Linked DNA regions of Mus musculus: region 2 is linked to region 1. A link is a contact called in public Hi-C data. All regions are on one chromosome and are shown on one strand. Each heading gives the region's core, a stretch centred on a gene start, on an enhancer-like site or on the middle of the called end of the contact. The rest is flanking DNA. Distances are from core to core; before and after follow the strand shown. Region 1 overlaps Msh3 (mutS homolog 3). Region 2 holds the start of Fam151b (family with sequence similarity 151, member B).

The links. Hi-C and Micro-C count contacts between places; a contact is called where the count stands out from the background.
Region 2: a Hi-C map of the Ba/F3 cell line shows a contact between it and region 1, with 4 times the contacts expected there. The contact joins the promoter of Fam151b here to the enhancer-like site in region 1. A contact is called at or near these places in 17 of 39 promoter capture datasets (the 3T3-L1 cell line, 3T3-L1-derived adipocytes, the C10 cell line and 13 more), 6 of 484 Hi-C or Micro-C datasets (the Ba/F3 cell line, CD8 T cells, Th2 cells and 3 more) and 1 of 9 other capture datasets (pancreatic islet).

Annotation. Positions count from the first base shown.
Region 1 is chr13:92,334,963-92,338,418 of GRCm38.p6, reverse strand. The region is part of intron 8 of Msh3 (mutS homolog 3); the gene reads left to right. Among named protein-coding and RNA genes, the nearest start is that of Dhfr, 18 kb to the left of the region's middle. Within about 2 kb of position 1,253, at least 38 of the 459 cell types and tissues checked have an H3K27ac peak or open chromatin away from gene starts, as enhancers often do. A contact at or near this core is called in the Ba/F3 cell line, the HPC-7 cell line, Th2 cells and 1 more, where this site is marked.
Region 2 is chr13:92,482,614-92,486,380 of GRCm38.p6, reverse strand. Fam151b (family with sequence similarity 151, member B) reads left to right here and starts at 2,350. Exons shown (of 6, transcript NM_001163627.1): 1 at 2,350-2,453. The coding sequence starts at 2,429. Gm52060 (a long non-coding RNA gene) reads right to left here and starts at 2,308. Exons shown (of 3, transcript XR_003950692.1): 1 at 2,245-2,308; 2 at 1,362-1,436.

The sequences.
Region 1 (3,456 bases), core at 4-2,503:
TTCTTTATTTCATCGTATGAGGTGAGTTCCTTAATTTTTCTTATTAGAGACAGTTGCTCCACTTTAAAACCCACAGAGCTCAGGAAGAATAGTTTGCCAGACTTCTGTTCTCAGTTGGCTTACAGGCAGCAGTGTAACGTTCAATTTTCAGATAAGAAAGTTTTATTGTGAGTTTAGTGGTGTCTGGTGTCAGTGCTGACATGTAGTTTCTTATCTCTCAGACCTAGAGTCACACTGTAACCCCGTCTTTTTCTGCACTAGATGAGAAGGTGAAAGCTCCAGTTTTTGTCAGGTACTGGTGGGTATTTTACTGGTAACAAAGATATTACATATTATTACTATGTGAGAAGATGCAAAAGTTGCCTGGAATTATAGCAGATTTAATATAGTTTAAAAAACAGTTTTTAAAAATTTAACTTTTTATTCCTAACTTTAACCACAAGAGGTCTCCAAAGGATTTTATATTTTGTGTTAAGATTTTTCTTTTTTAAGAATATGAAATCCTTCCCATTTATTTCTCAAGCTAGTTGCATTCATTTTGTATAGTGTGTCATTTTTAGAGTAAAACAAATAGACAAAGATGATCGTCAGCGGAATCAGACACTCCTGAATAGTGGCAGACTGTTTCTCACGTGTCTGTCAGAGGGGATCAGGCATCCTATTCCATTATCCCATTGGTTGTCAAATTGTATAGAGAGAAAAAAATAGCAGCAGTTTTGAGATTGCTTTAGTTTAGAGAGTTTTATGTTTATAGTCAAAAGAAAAGGAACGAAAACCATTACTTAAACTAATAATAACCGTTACTAATAGTATTTACTAGCTCTCCCATTGAGTCCTGAGCCGAGCATGGTGACTGTCTGAGTTCACAGAGATGGACGTACCCTGGTCACAGCAGGCTGTGGAGGAGGTGGGTTGCATAGGGACATTTGCAGGACGGAAGACTTGACTGGATGAAAGAGAGGAGAAAGGTGCATAGTGTGTAAAATGAAACGATTCAGACTCGGGCACACGGCGAGACTCTTGATCAGAGGAAATGCTCATCTTGGCAAGTGAGGAAAACTCATAGGGCTTTAACCAAGCAATGCAGGGAAGGAGATATATTCATGGGGGAGAGTCAGAAGAAGAGGTGGGTGAGCTTACTGCCAGGAGAGACACTAGAGCTTGGGGAAAGTCAGTAGTTGAAAGTAGGAAGAAAGAGAGGTAAGGCCAGGGCGAGTAGGAGGTGGGCTGTGGTCATATGTGTGTGAGTAGGAAGGAGGTCATGTGAGTGTGAGTAGGAGGTGGGCTGTGCTCATGTGAGTGTGAGTAGGAAGGAGGTCATGTGAGTGAGTAGGAAGTGGGCTGTGGTCATGTGAGTGTGAGTAGGAGGTCATATGAGTGTGAGTAGGAGGTGGGCTGTGGTCATGTGAGTGTGAGTAGGAAGGAGGTCATGTGAGTATGAGTAGGAAGGAGATCATATGAGTGTGAGTAGGAGGTGGGCTGTGGTCACCTGCTGCCAGGCTGGATTTGGTGGCACATGCCTATAGTTCCAGCATTCCAGAGGTGAGGCAGAGGCAGGCAAATCCCTGTCTATGGAGCGAGTTCTAGGTTCTAGGACAGCCAGGACTATACAGAAAAACCCTTAGTGGGATGGGGTTGAAGAATAAGAGGGAAAAAGGGAATTTGTCTCATTAAACTGTTTAATAATCTGATGTTATTACATATTTGATGGCTCCAGGTTAGTGACTACAGTGTTCTAAGTTTAATAAGATAGTGCCTTGGACTCAGATGAGGCCATCAACATGATTCTTAGGTCTCAGGAGCCGACTAACCGAGGGATGCCTTTTCAAGCACTGAGGATTATGGGAAGGAACAGCTAAGTACCTCAGTCTGAGGGGATGTTGAGGCTGGGCAATGTAAGGACAGGGTGTGGGGGTGGGAGTGGGAGTGGGGAGAAAGGCTGGCTGAGACATCAGCTGTGGGTGCAGAGTGACCTGTCAGAGATGCTCAGTGCCGGGGCAGGGGGCTGGAGTGCCCATCCGGGAGGGTGGGGCTTTATTAAGATGTTTCTCAGGCTATCTTGCTGAGTCCTGTTATAGCTGCTATACTTTGTGTCAGAATTTGTTCTTCTGCAATTTAAATAACATTTAAAAATCTACAGAGACAATACATTTGTTTTTCAAGTGAAAAAATACCTTTCTAAAAAGGAAAACGGCTGGGCGTGGTAGTGCATGCCTTTAATCCCAGCACTCGGGAGGCAGAGGCAATCGGATTTCTGAGTTTGAGGCCAGCCTGGTCTACAAAGTGAGTTTCAGGACAGCCAGGGCTACACAGAGAAACCCTGTCTCGAAAAACCATAAAAAAAAAAAAAAGAAAGAAAGAAAACGATTTTGTTAAACTTCTAAACTTCTCAATTTGATATATATTATTTTTATAATTTATGGCTTAAATATCTAAACCTAAACCTTGGTGCTGTATGTCATTTTTGTAATAATAAAGTCAAGAGTTTGGAACACAGATGGGCGTATGTACAAAAGTCACAGAATGAATGGGCAGTTGTTGGATGTGAAGGAGGATGCTCTGCTTGAAGTGAGCTTTCCTAGTCAAGTGGGGCCGTCAGATACTGCTTTTTCCTTAATAGCTTCCCCCCATCTCTTTCTGTAAGTACCGGTTTTATAACCATAGCAAAATAAAGAGGGAGGTAGCAATTTTTCAGACGTCTTCTTCATTATCCATATCATCCACAGCAAAACTAGGTTCTTTTTCAGTTCAGCATTGCTGTACTTCATCATAAAGAATCGGTTCTTTTCAACATTTTTTCTGTTTTTAAATATTTATTTTGTGTGTATAAGTGTTTTGCCATGCATGCATGTCTGCATGTCTGGTACCCATGGCAGTCAAAAAGTGTAGAATCCTGTGGACCTGGAGGTTTTGGATGGTTGTGAACCATCGTGTGAGCGCAGGAAACGAAATCTAGGTCCTCTTCCAGAGCACAAGTACACTTGCTTACCCAATGAGCCATCCCCCAACACCTCAGACATCACTGCTGATGTCAATGCTGATGTTTCTCTAGCTCCTCCTCTTGTCCAGGCTTCCTCTTGTTCACTCACTGTTACTGTTGCTCTGATTTCTTTCTTCCCTTCCTCCCAGACTCTGATAACAGCAGTATTTAACTGGTGTTTCCTTGGTCCTGTAGGTTGTCTCCACCTCACTGGTAGTTCCCTCCCTCTTCTCCAGGCAGCCAATCACCAAGCTTTCTAGTTTGAATATTGACTTTTCACTCCTGAATTTTTTGTTTGGGTTTTTGTTGTATCTTTTAATTTCTGGGCAGAGATTTTTTTTTTATCTTTTTATTCGTTTCAAGCCTATGTATACTGACTGGTAAGACATGAATAGTTAATTTTGTGTGTGAGTGTGTCTATCTGGGCACACATGTGAAGGTCAGAAGGCAACTATGATGTGCATTGAGGGGATCGA
Region 2 (3,767 bases), core at 1,101-3,600, 150 kb before region 1:
ACATTTTAACTGCTGCAGTGGAGAAATGACTCTTGAGTGAGTATGGGTTACTGACTGGAGGATGCCCGTGTCTGCCTCAGGAGGAGCTTGTAGCACAGTGGGCATTTGGCCTCAAGTCTGAAACACCAAGAACGCTTATGATTGAATAATAAAAGTCTTACTTTGACAGTTGTGTAGGTTCCTGACAACCTAGGTTTCTGTGTTGTTTCATGGAAGTTTCTTTCTTTCTTTTTTTTAAAGATTTATTTCATTTATATGAATACACAGTAGCCATCTTCAGACACACCAGAAGAGGCCATCTGATCCCATTACATGGTTGTGAGCCGCTATGTGGTTGCTGGGAATTGAACTCAGGACCTCTGGAAGAACAAGCAGCCAGTGCTCTTAACCACTGAGCCATCTCTCCAGCCCCTAGAAGTTTAATAGAATAATTTTGATATGATTCAAGTGATAAAAGACTTTCTTGAAATAAAACAGAAACTGCTTACTTATTCTAGGTTTGATATTTTGTTGAGTGGCTTTGAAATGTTTGACTTGTGTGTACAGTTCAGCAAAAAGAAACATGAAAATTTAGCGTGTTAATTTTTTGTTCCTTTCTGCAATTAAGATGCTTTTTACCAATGGCTGAGTAAAAAATGTCCAGACAGAAGCAGTAGGACCTTTATAATCCTAAATGCTGTGCAGATCCCACCTGCACGGATCTACCCTGTTCTTCCACCACATATCTTCAACAGGTAGTCATCTTTATCGTGTGTGCCATCCCATGAATTGGAGGTAGTAGCAGCAGTGATCTTATTCCTCTCTGTTTCTTAAAGTGCACAAGACATTGGAATTGCTGTAATTATTGTGCTGTGTGAGAGAACACTTGAATCTGTTTCTCCCACCTGAAATGTGTCCTGACATCTTACATCGCCCCACTATCTCCCTTTCCTCTGCCAACTCTGCCCTTCAGCACCAGCAACCACCATCATCAGTTTTTGTCCAGGTCAGCATTCTTAGGTCAGTGATAGAAGTGAAATCATGCAGCCTTGGTCTTCCTGGGCCTGTCCTCCTTCACCCAACATCTGACAGTTCATCCTTGTTGCAAATAACAGGGTCTCCTATATGAACCCTGAACTTCATGATGGGCCTTGCTACATTTTATCTATTCATCTACTGGTGGATCTTAGGTTGGTTTTGTGTCTTGCTTTTAGGAGTTAACATTGCAGTGAGCACAGGGCACAGCTGCCTACCTGACAGTGATTTCCTTTACATACGCAACGACTCATAGTTTTTAACTTTTCCAGGGTCATCCACACCGTGTTCATAGTGACATTTCTTACTTACAGTGTAGCATTGTGTAGTCATACTATATTAATTACCTGGGTTATGGAGTGTAAGTAGGTTCCATTGCTTCTGTCTGAACGTTTTTTACTCCGCGATTGGTAAAAAGCATCCTAATTGCAGAAAGGAACAAAAATCCATTAGAAATCTTGCCTGTATTCGTAGGAGTACTTTGATAATAGCAATTTCATTACTAACAAGGCTGGTGGTTAGAACTTCCAGGGTGAGGGTGTTGGAATGTTGAAGCTCTAGCAGCATCTTCTTGTGCTGTGTTTAGCTCCCTTAATTGCATTGCTTACTTGACCTCATGTCCTTGTGACTAGGTGAAACTTTTGGAATGTGTTAACACAGTACCAGCCTGAAACCCAAGAACCGTCGGATAGGAACGGAAACGTGCACTCAGTTTGCTGTAAACTGCATGCCTGATGTTTCCACAAAAGTATTTGAAATTTTCCAGGATATATAACTTTCTTAAACAGCGAAAAACACTACTAAACTATGCAATATGTCTGGGGCAACTGGTTTCGTGTTCTAGAACGATTATCACTCATACTTGGTTCAGGAATAAACTCTTGAGGTGAGAGGTGTGTGGTTTATGCTGTTTGTAAAGAAGTAAGTTTAAATGTGAAGATACAGGTAGAAAACCAAAGACCATAAAGCAATGGGGCTATATTTTCTGGCTGAGCTGGAGGAAATCCAGAGACTTTGGAGACCCGGTTGAGGCCAAAATTGCCACTCAAGTCAGAGTGACTTAAAAATTTTACTCTCTGAAGGGTTGGGCGAGAACCACTTCCGTTTGTGCTGTCAGGTAATGTATTCTAGCTTTGCAGCCCGCTGTACCCTAGAATGAGTAGCTCCACACCAGAACTGGACCACTGCACTATGGGAAATGTGCCCCGCAATCCTCTCCCCGCGACCCACCTCCTCTCTTCCCACTATCCCCGCTTCTCTCCCTGCCCCAAGCCTAGCAGTTCCAGTGCGCATGCGCACCTTTTACATCACTGGCGCAGAGGTTCCGGTCAGGTCATCTGGCTTCCGCCAGGAAGACAACCAGGAGACTGCCAACCTTGTGCACCTGCGCAGATCGCTGCGTCTGTCTGTCACCATGGCAGCATGTGCAGGGGGCCCGGGTAAGTGTGGAGGGTTCAGCGGGCAGGGTACCGCCTACTCTTTTTCCTGTTTTGTTATTGAGTTGTAAATGCCAGTGTCTGCGGGGTGTTCAAGTGGTGGCTGATTTAACTGAGGCCGAAGAGTATCTCCGTGTGACAAAGGTAGAAACAATTTAGGGTAAATCGATTGTTTAGATACAAAAGGAAAATTCATTTTTGATATTAAAAGTTCAAAATGGTTCAGTAAGGTCTCTAGTCCTTCCCAATCATTAGCCCATTTCCCCCTCAAATTTCTGCTACACATTCGTGGGTGGATCCTTCCAAAAAGGTCTTACATACATACCACATTATCTTTTTTTTTTAACCTTTCACTTTTTGTTTGTTTGTTTTGTTTTATTTGTATGAGTACACTGCAGCTGTCTTGAGACACGCCACAAGAGGGCATCGGATTCCATTACAGATGGTTGAGAGCCACCATGTGGTTGCTGGGGAAGTGACCTCAGGACCCCTGGAAGAGCAGTCAGTGCCCTTAACTGCTAGGCCATCTCTTCAGCCCTCTACCTTCTTTATTTTATTTTTTTTTAAGATTTTTCATTTATTAAATGTAAGTACACTGTAGCTGTCTTCAGACACCCCAGAAGAGAGCATCAGATTTCATTACGAATGGTTGTGAGCCACCATGTGGTTGCTGGGATTTGAACTCAGGACCTTCAAATTTGAAGAGCAGTTGGTGCTCTTAACCTCTGAGCCATCTCTCCGTCTCTGCTTTTTAACACACACATAAACATTAAATATTTCTTTATTTTGCATAAAACCTTTGAAGATTTTAAACAATGTATTTTGATCAATTTATCTTTCCCTCTCCCCCAGATCTTACCAAACCTCTCTTCAACTTCACACTCTTTTTATTTGTTCTTATATTTATCAAACGTCAAAGAAGGAATAGAGTGGACTCTCTCAAGGTTGGGGGCCTCCCTCTGGTTTTGTACTGTGAATTTTAAGAAAGTTTCTGTAAATGTTTATGGTGCATATTTATTGGGTAAGGTGAGACTTTTCCCCTCCCAACCCATAGTAGATCAATTCAATATCAATTTCTTAGGTATTTCTTCCCACGAGGCCCACAAAAGAGGGAGAGGTAGGTGTCAAAATCACATTGGCAGGGCTGGAGAAAGAGCTCATTTGCAAAGCTTCTTGCCTTGCAGGCATGAGGACAAGAGTTCCATCCACACAGCCTGTGTGAAAACCAGGGACCCTGGTACAGGAGGGCACTGGGGGGGATGGGAACAGATGGATCCATGGAAGGAGATAGCACACCACTCAGAGTTGTCTTCTTGG